2 separate regions of the Mus musculus genome follow, and region 1 is linked to region 2. The links are chromatin contacts, called in public HiChIP or PLAC-seq maps. All regions are on one chromosome and are shown on one strand. Each heading gives the region's core, a stretch centred on a gene start, on an enhancer-like site or on the middle of the called end of the contact. The rest is flanking DNA. Distances are from core to core; before and after follow the strand shown. Region 1 overlaps Gm281 (cadherin-related family member 3). Region 2 has its middle 130 kb from the start of Gm5087.

Evidence for each region. HiChIP or PLAC-seq counts read pairs in DNA pulled down with a chosen protein or histone mark.
Region 1: a contact with region 2 is called in an H3K27ac HiChIP or PLAC-seq map of embryonic stem cells, with 5 times the contacts expected there. The contact joins two enhancer-like sites. A contact is called at or near these places in 1 of 39 promoter capture datasets (stem cell-derived epiblast-like cells) and 1 of 115 datasets of contacts at active chromatin or transcription factors (embryonic stem cells).

What each region holds. Positions count from the first base shown.
Region 1 is chr14:13,904,690-13,908,798 of GRCm38.p6, reverse strand. Gm281 (cadherin-related family member 3) reads left to right here. Exons shown (of 15, transcript XM_011244864.1): 2 at 3,531-3,727. Among named protein-coding and RNA genes, the nearest start is that of Gm281, 7.8 kb to the left of the region's middle. Within about 2 kb of position 2,183, at least 7 of the 459 cell types and tissues checked have an H3K27ac peak or open chromatin away from gene starts, as enhancers often do. A contact at or near this core is called in embryonic stem cells, where this site is marked.
Region 2 is chr14:13,147,550-13,151,821 of GRCm38.p6, reverse strand. No RefSeq gene overlaps it. Among named protein-coding and RNA genes, the nearest start is that of Gm5087, 130 kb to the left of the region's middle. Within about 2 kb of position 2,056, at least 5 of the 459 cell types and tissues checked have an H3K27ac peak or open chromatin away from gene starts, as enhancers often do. A contact at or near this core is called in embryonic stem cells, where this site is marked.

The sequences.
Region 1 (4,109 bases), core at 934-3,433, 760 kb before region 2:
AATGTTATCTCAAGTTTTCTTTATTTGTTGAGACATACTTTGTGGTTGATTTTAGAAAAAGTTTCATGGGATGCTGAGAAGAACAAGTACTCTTTAATGTCTGAGTAGAATGTTTTATTGATGTCTACTAGGTCCATTTAATTTATGATATCATAAGTACATCTAGGTTTGGGAAAGCTTCTATTATTGGATTGAAAATATCCTCTATGCCTTTGCTATTGTATTCTTCTCCTACCTCATAACTCAAAACTTAGGCCTTTTCATATGCTCCCAAGCTCTACCATGTGGATTCATATGCTTACTTAGAAATTCTCATTGATTATTAAGGCATGATTCAATTCTTTTACTTTTTCTTGTAGCCCACTTTCTGTTTCTGACATGAATTGTTTTGTTGGGGAGGCTTTCCAACTAGTTTTTAATTTGACTGACTGAGTTTTTAATTTCCAGCATCATTGTAGTTTGGCCTTTCTTTTTTTTTGTTTTTTGTTTTTTTTTTTTTTGTTTTGTTTGTTTTTTGTTTTTTCGAGACAGGGTTTCTCTGTATAGCCCTGGCTGTCCTGGAGCTCACTTTGTAGACCAGGCTGGCCTCGAACTCAGAAATCCGCCTGCCTCTGCCTCCCGAGTGCTGGGATTAAAGGCGTGTGCCACCACGCCCGGCTTAGTTTGGCCTTTCTTTAGCAATTCTATTTCTCTTTTGAATTTAATTTATATATCTTGGGTTGATTCCCTTATTTAATTCAGCTCTTTGTTGGGGGTTGGTCAGATACTGCTATGCATTCAAATGCTAAATTCTGTACCCCAAGATCTGGTTGCTCCAAGATGAGCAAATTTCCATGTACATCAGCCTTTGTTGTGCAAATCTTACTCCCCAATTTAAAAACATTGGTTAAATAAAATGGCTACAATTAATTATAGGGGAGAATAGAGAGATGGAGCTTTGAGTTATGCATTCATTATGTGTGTGGGGGTCAGAGGCAGGGACAGTTGGAGAAAGAAAAAAGGAGAGAGAAGGAGCACAGAGGAAGAGAAGAATGAGAGAACAGGATGTCTCCATTAGTCATGATGAACCAGCAGCATGGTCCAGAGTAAAACGCCTCCCAAGAACACCAGTGTTGGGGCCGGCCAGCAGCTCGAACATGTCCGGGTTCGAGCCGGGAAGGCATCTTGGAATCTGGAAGAAAAGAGGGAGCCTAGGCGAGTTGAGAAATAATGGAACCAAGACATGCTAGCCTGCTCAAGGTTCAAATTTTTAATGGCGGACACGCTTTATAAAAGAGGGGGGAAAGTCCATTCCTGCCAATTCATCCTTGGAGCCTGGAACCAGCTGCAGGCGATGACGTGCAAGATAGGACATAGTCTCCAGAATAGCTCCGGGGGCGGGGTGGGGGTGGGGTGCGCCTCTCAGCAGGTAGCAGTATCTTGAAGAGGAACCTTGGAGGTGGCAGAACAATAGAGTGATCTAGGTAGGAAGGCTCCACCCTAGATAATCTCCTTAGTAGCAGCAGGGTCAAATTCTGGCTAGCCTGCTTCAGGCTTATGGGAGGCTACACACCAGACCACTGGAGCAGAAATAACTGGGAAGATTCAGAACTCAAGTATTTGGGGAGCACAATTTAGGAAGTCATCAGTCTAGTGTTAGAAAATTACTAGGGGTAATCCCCACTAATTGGGCAGAGCCTAATGAATAAGTCATAGTTTGGGTCTCATTCACTTGAAGCTAGATGGGGATAAGCCTAGTTCTTTTCCTTTGCTGGGATGACCTTTGCATCATTTGCTCATAGTTACCATAATTCTTTGTAAGATCCCCCAGGTCATTTTCAATCAGATTTATTACTATGAAATTAGTAACTTCTGTGGGTGACATACTGTCATGTTTTTGTTTACTTTTGTTTCTGTGGTAGGACTTGTGCATCTGGAATAATGTGTTAGTTGGGTGTTTCTTTTGCTCAAGTCATCTTTCTTCTTTCCGGATTGAAAAGTACAATGTTCAGGATTTTGAGGGTTTGAGGCCTTGTTTTCTTATGTGGAACTTGTGCTGAAGATTCCAGGTTCTCTTCCTAGTCTTTTGAGAGTCCTCTATTCTCTGCCTGACCAGCATTCAAAGGGCAGCACATTCTTCTGCTGCCTTCTGATGTGATTCACTAAGTCTAGCTGCTCTGTGTAGAGTGAGCTCTATTCAACACAAAGGGTGGGGACAGCACACATAGGGAAAATAGGGAAGTTCAGTGTGTAGTCAGGAGGATTGTGGGAGAGATGTGGCTCCTTGGGTGGTCAGGCTTCTTATGAAATGATTGCAGGGTGGGCTGTATCACTTGTATGAGGTGCATGGCTCTGAGTAGTCTTCAGGTTGTAGGAGCCAGTACTGAATGCTTCATGGAGCTAGCTGTATGAGGTACACAGATCAACAGAGTTCTCTGCTGGCGGCAAGAGCCTATCTGGGTGGGCAGGTGGGTAGTGCCACCTGTGTGGTATGGCTCCATGAGGTCTTCAGGGGGTGGACCTGAAATGGTAATGCTAAGAGGGAAGGCCAAAGGGTTTTGTTTTTAGGGTGCCAACATAATCTTGTCAATTTCTAAGAAGTTCTGAGATTCTAGCCAGATTCTGCCTTAGTTAAAGACAAGAGTCAGTTGAAATTAGGAAAGAAAACGAGGAAAGAGGGAAAAGGAGGAGTAAAGAAGGCCAGTTCTGTGAGGTGCTTAATGACTCTTTGCTCTGAACACATTGTGATTTTGAGTGATAATTTCTCAATACTGCAGGGTAGATGATATTCATAGAAAACAATGTCACTTGGAAAGCCATTTCTATCAGCCTTTCACACAGTGTCTAACAAAATATATAGTGACTTGTAAGATGAAATCTACAACTGCTGTGACTAGACTAGGAAATATATATTGAGAATGATGGCCAATGATCTACATTGTAGTAATGGTGATCAGATGCCCATGAGGTTCAGACAAAGACATTTCTAATGGAATGACAGCAGTTGCTTTCCAGCTTTAGAAAGCATGGGTAGCTAGCCTAGTGTTTGTAAGGCTAGTAAGAGGGAAGACGGGGACCTGAGTCAAAGTGTGAGATTCAAAAATGTCCCCTTGATCAGTTCCCCTCTGTCACCTTCAGAGCCACAGCTATCACTTTGTAGATAGGTGCATCTCCCAAATTTGAAATTCTGAGAACTTTTGATATTCTAACATTTTTACTCTGATTCATAAAATAGTTTCAACCATTTAAGAATAATGGATATGAATCTGGTAAATTTGGGATTAAAATTCTAGCTCTGCCATTGCATGGCTGTGTCACATAAAGCCATTCCTATACTTTTAACTTTCTTCAGCGCAAAACAGAACTAGCAGTACTTTTTGCAAGCTCACCTGTAACAAAAGGTCTCAGACCCTCAACAATCATTTTACTATTCAGAATTCCAAGAAAAAAGGTACTAAGCGGGTAGTGTGCTTTTCCTCTGGGGCTTCACACATGAAAGGGTTTGGGAAGCCTTGTAGGAATGTAAAGTCTAGTTTTGTGTTTTCACTAAGGTGTTCAAGCTGCTCCAAATTTTGTTGTGGAGAATGCGGGCCCCCTCCTGGAAAATGCCTCTTATCATACACGGGCTGCCACGGTCACCATGTCTCTCTCACCTCACACTTCTCTGGTTGGAGATCCTGTTATCCTCAATGCCAGCCCCACAGCACATCCTTTTGTGCTGTCCTACAGATCCTCACATGTGTGGGATGTAAGTATGGAGGCAGATAATATTAGCATAACTCAAGAGATTTAAATGAGACTATCTTCTGTCTTACATTTTATTGCTTGTTTAGATGTGTGTGTGTGTGTGTGTGTGTGTGGTTTGTGTTATGCAGTTTAGGTTGGCCTTGAACTCCTGATGTCTTTTCTTGGCCTTCAAAGTGCAGAGATTATAGCATGTACTAACATGCCTGGCCCTCTTGCATGCTTTTAATTAATTTAACCTTTTATTCTGTGAGACTTTATGGTGTGTCAGACATTTTTAAATTCCTTAAGAATAACAAGGAGCAGCAGTTTTACAGGTACCTATTGAGGGTCTCATCAGATGCAAGGTAATGCCTTACTCTCAATGCACTTACTTACATATGGGG
Region 2 (4,272 bases), core at 807-3,306:
CCTGGGGCTAATTATGTTTGATGTTAATTCTATTCTCCTGTAAGTAGCTACAAATAAGGGGTGAGTCAGTGCTCAGGTGATTTCCTGTAAACCTGCTTCCCACCTTAATTTGTAAAATAAAGGAGAGCTGATGATTGGGCAGATAAAAGGGAAGGTGGAGCAGAAGCACATGCACATGGCTTGGAGAAACTGCAAGTTCTAAGGGGTCTCAGATGTGGAAGATGGTAGTGTAGCCTTAGATTTGCCCAATCTAGGTGCACAGCATGTGATCATATTAACTGTGTTTTCATTGCAGGGGCATATTTGGGAGAAGATTTACTGCAACACCCTTCTCTCAGTAATCTGTCTTCAAGCAGAGGCTTGTCCTTGGCAACCTTATGATTTCCTTGGGTACCAAGTACACAGGTGGTACACATGCATACATAGATACAGGAAGAATACTCATACACAGAAAATAAAATAAATAAGTTTGAAAAAGTTAAAGCTTCCCACCTTTTCTTTTATATATTAATGGGCATCACAGAGAAGATGCATTGCTACATGTAGACACTCATATTGACTCACTTGAGAGCCAAGAATCTCACTTTCAGTAAGCGCTCTTGGGTGTCAGTCATAAGTGGTGGATGCACAAGACATACCAAGTAATCACTTGGGAAACAGGAATCTTAGAACAAGAAGAAAAGTTGAAAATATCTAGTAAAGAGCAGGAGCCAAACCACCTCTGAATCTGTAAAACTACAGTTTTGTAGACTGTAGCCCAAAGTGAAATTTTGCCTGTCCACATCTTATGGAACACAAGCAAATTCAATGAGCCTGTGTGGAAGTGCCCACTGTCATTACAGTAGCAATTAAGTGGCTGAGGCAAGGACTCACACTCTCAAGTACTTAGTACTGAGAAAAGTTTAGCAAACTTCTCTGGCAACCATGAGAATGAACAGAGAGTATTTGCAGTATTTCCGGGATAAGCTAAGTGTTCACTCACCATTTTCAGTCAATGTGTGTCTCACTTCCAGATGAAAACTCATTGAAGAGAGAAACTGAGTGAACTTGGGTGAGACACCCAGATACTTTCCATTGAGAGCTAAGCTTCATAGCTTCACACTACTGAGACACCATCTAATGTGTAGGGTACTAAACCCAAAGCAAGCCCAAGGAACTCTTACTGAAAAATGAAGTACAGGTGCCAGGCTGGAAAAATCATTTTTGTTACCATGGTATCATGGTATATCTGGCAGCAATATACTTCTAAAGTCCTAGTGAACATTACTGACCTACGATGCATGGTATGCAAACTTCCACAAGAGAGCCTTTTGGCAATTCAGACTTGTGCTTCAGCAAAATTAAAATACACACATGGCCGTAACAGTCAAAGAATTTTCAGGTGTTGATTACTAGGTAAAACAAAACAGAACACAAATTTAAATTCCAGAGGATTGGCATAATTCTTTTCTTTAATTTCTAGAAATTTAGAGACCACACTGACAGTGAACAGTGGCTTTGTAGAAGACTGCCTCTGTGAGCAAACCGGGTAACATCCTTATTATTTCATTTCTCAAGCCTCCCCTCAGTAGCTGTCTCACAACATATCCATGGGGTAAGCAATGGAACAGATGTTAAAATACTTTTAGAATAGTTGAGTATCTTAAATGAATAAAAGAAAATGAATGGAAAATCACTAGACAAAAGTAAGGACTAATTAAACATCCAAATAGTTGGGCTAATGATCTAGCTCCATAGTATAGCACCTACTTTGATGATGAGGCTTTGGGTTCAAATCTGGTATCAAGAGCCCAACCCTAAATCCAAACAGCTTTAAACAGCACTGTTTGCCTGTCTCTGAATGTAACACGTACAATAGACTTTAAAGAGCTAGCTGGCTGTGTATCATTTTTTCCTATAGCCTACAAAGACTGGTTTCTCTTTCTTAACCTTACCTCTTGATGGGTGTGGTCACATTGGTCACCTGACAAAGTTAGACAATACTAAGGTTGATGCTTTAGGGGGAAAGTATTGTCATTAAGATGCTAGTGCTTTCTTCTTTTCTCAAGCACAGATCACTGGAGAAAATTGTCAAAACCTTTATTCAGACTGGCTATGCCCTCCCAGGTCAGCCTTGCTCCCATCACCATAATAACCCACTTTCACTTTATTCAGAAGTTAATTTAAGCTGATTTTCAGCTGGTGCTTTTGTATTCTTCATTACAGCTCCTACCAGCACAGGATGTGTTGTCACAAGTTGAATCCAAACTTCTGGCTCTATGCAATGATAGTAATGACAATCATAACTACAGACTCTTAAAATGGTATCAAGCACTGTATTCAGATGCACTGTGTTCAGATGGCACCATTTCACTTCCCTGGGGCAAGGTACTTAGCAACACTTCACAAATGGGGAAATTAAGGCCAAGAGATATTATGGGACAGGGTCAAGGGCAGCTTGTAAATGCTGCCACTTAATTTTAAACTGTCAAAAGCTCCTAAGGCAGCTCTCCCAAGGACAAAGCATGGTCCTTCAGTTTTGCAGTAAATCTCTCCATCCCAAATATGCCCTGGCAATGAAAACACAACTCAGTTAATGTGATTATATATTAACTGCCTAGATTGGGCAGATCTACTGCTATACTACCATCTTCCACATCTGTGCAACCCCTTAGAACTTGCCATGTGCTTCTGCTCTGCTCTTTTTTCTTCTTCCTTCTCTGAATCCTTTTCCTCTTCCATTTTCTCCTTCTTCCCTCTTCCACCTTCCCTTTTATCTGCCCAATCGTTAGCTCTCCTTTATTTTACAAATTGAGGTGGGAAGCAGGTTTATAGGAAATCACCTGAGTGCTGACTTATTTGTTGTTCTTTGTTTGAAGCCACTCACAGGAGAACGAAATTAACATCAAATATAATTAGCCCCAGGGCTATCCGCAACACTTTAGTTCTCAGCTTTATCAAATAAAAGGCAGCCCCACTGTTGCTTGGGACAGAAAAAAAGTTTAACTACAGGAAGCTAGAAAGTGTTTCAACTCAGATCAATTTCCCTCAATTCAATCATAAAATAAAGTTAAGGAGAGAAATGTGGATGACCACCAGAAGGCAGCAACAGAGAAGTGCAGAACTTTACCCAGCATGCTGACTGGGAAAGGCAAATCATCTGACATGGAACTGTTTGCTTTCAAGCTGCATGTCTGGTAGAACCTAACCATGACCTCGAAAAGCCACCATGTTTTGCACTTTTAATGCAGTTCTTAGGAAAGGAGGAAGGAAGAAGAAAGGGATGAGAGGGGAGAAGGGCAGAGAAAGTGCTACCATTTGTTGTGGCCATAAACCTGAATTTCTCTGGGAAGAGAAACCTGTGGCCTGCAACCTGAATTTCTCTGGGAAGTGTGCCCTCCCCTCTGGTATACAGAATTAGCAACTTTGGTACGGTTGTCTTGAAGAGGACTGAGAAGATTGATCACGACCTAAAGAGAAAGCTCCCCACCTCCCACCAATCCTAACGTGGCAGTGTATCAGGGGCATGAGTGGATGGCTCTTTTGCAGTTTGTCAGCAGTGCTTGACTGTTTCTCTGGTCCATACTTCTCTAGCTAGCTGTCCTCTCAATAGCACCATTTAGAGATCAAAGGCAGAATTCCACTGGGGTGCAGTTTTATTCCCCTTATTGACCTGTTCTAGTTCCCTGATTTTGTAAACGGGACACTCAGCTAAACCTTTTAGCTGCCCAAGCCAGAAATCTTGGAATCACTGCCTCTCTTTCCCAATTGCAATTCTTCTGTGAAGAAATTTGCATAAGCTCAACCTTCAACTGATATCTGGATTCAGTTTAAGCCCCACTGCTGATATTGGTTTCTTCTCTGAGCCACTGTCCTTACTGTCTGGTACCACTGCATCAGGCCTCGACATTCTGTTGTTGTTGTTGCTGTTGTGGTCATCATTGGCATCATCATCCGTGGTAGTGCTTTGGAGCACATGCATATGGAGGCCTAGAGGACAGCCTTCAGTTTTGTTACTGAAGCCATGTTGTCACCTTGGTGTTTTGTTTGTTTGTTCATGTTGTTGTTGTTTTGAGATTAGGTCTCTTATTGGCTTAGATTGTGCCTGAGTAGGCTAGGCTGACTGGCCAGGGTGCCCCATAGATCATCTGCCTCTCCAAGACTGAGGTCACAAACAGGCTACCATGCCTGTAGCCCTGGCTCTCCTGGAACTCACTATGTAGACATATTAGACTCAAACTCAAAGAGATTTGAGTTGTTGCTTTCTGCTCAGGAACTTCTGCATGCTTGTTA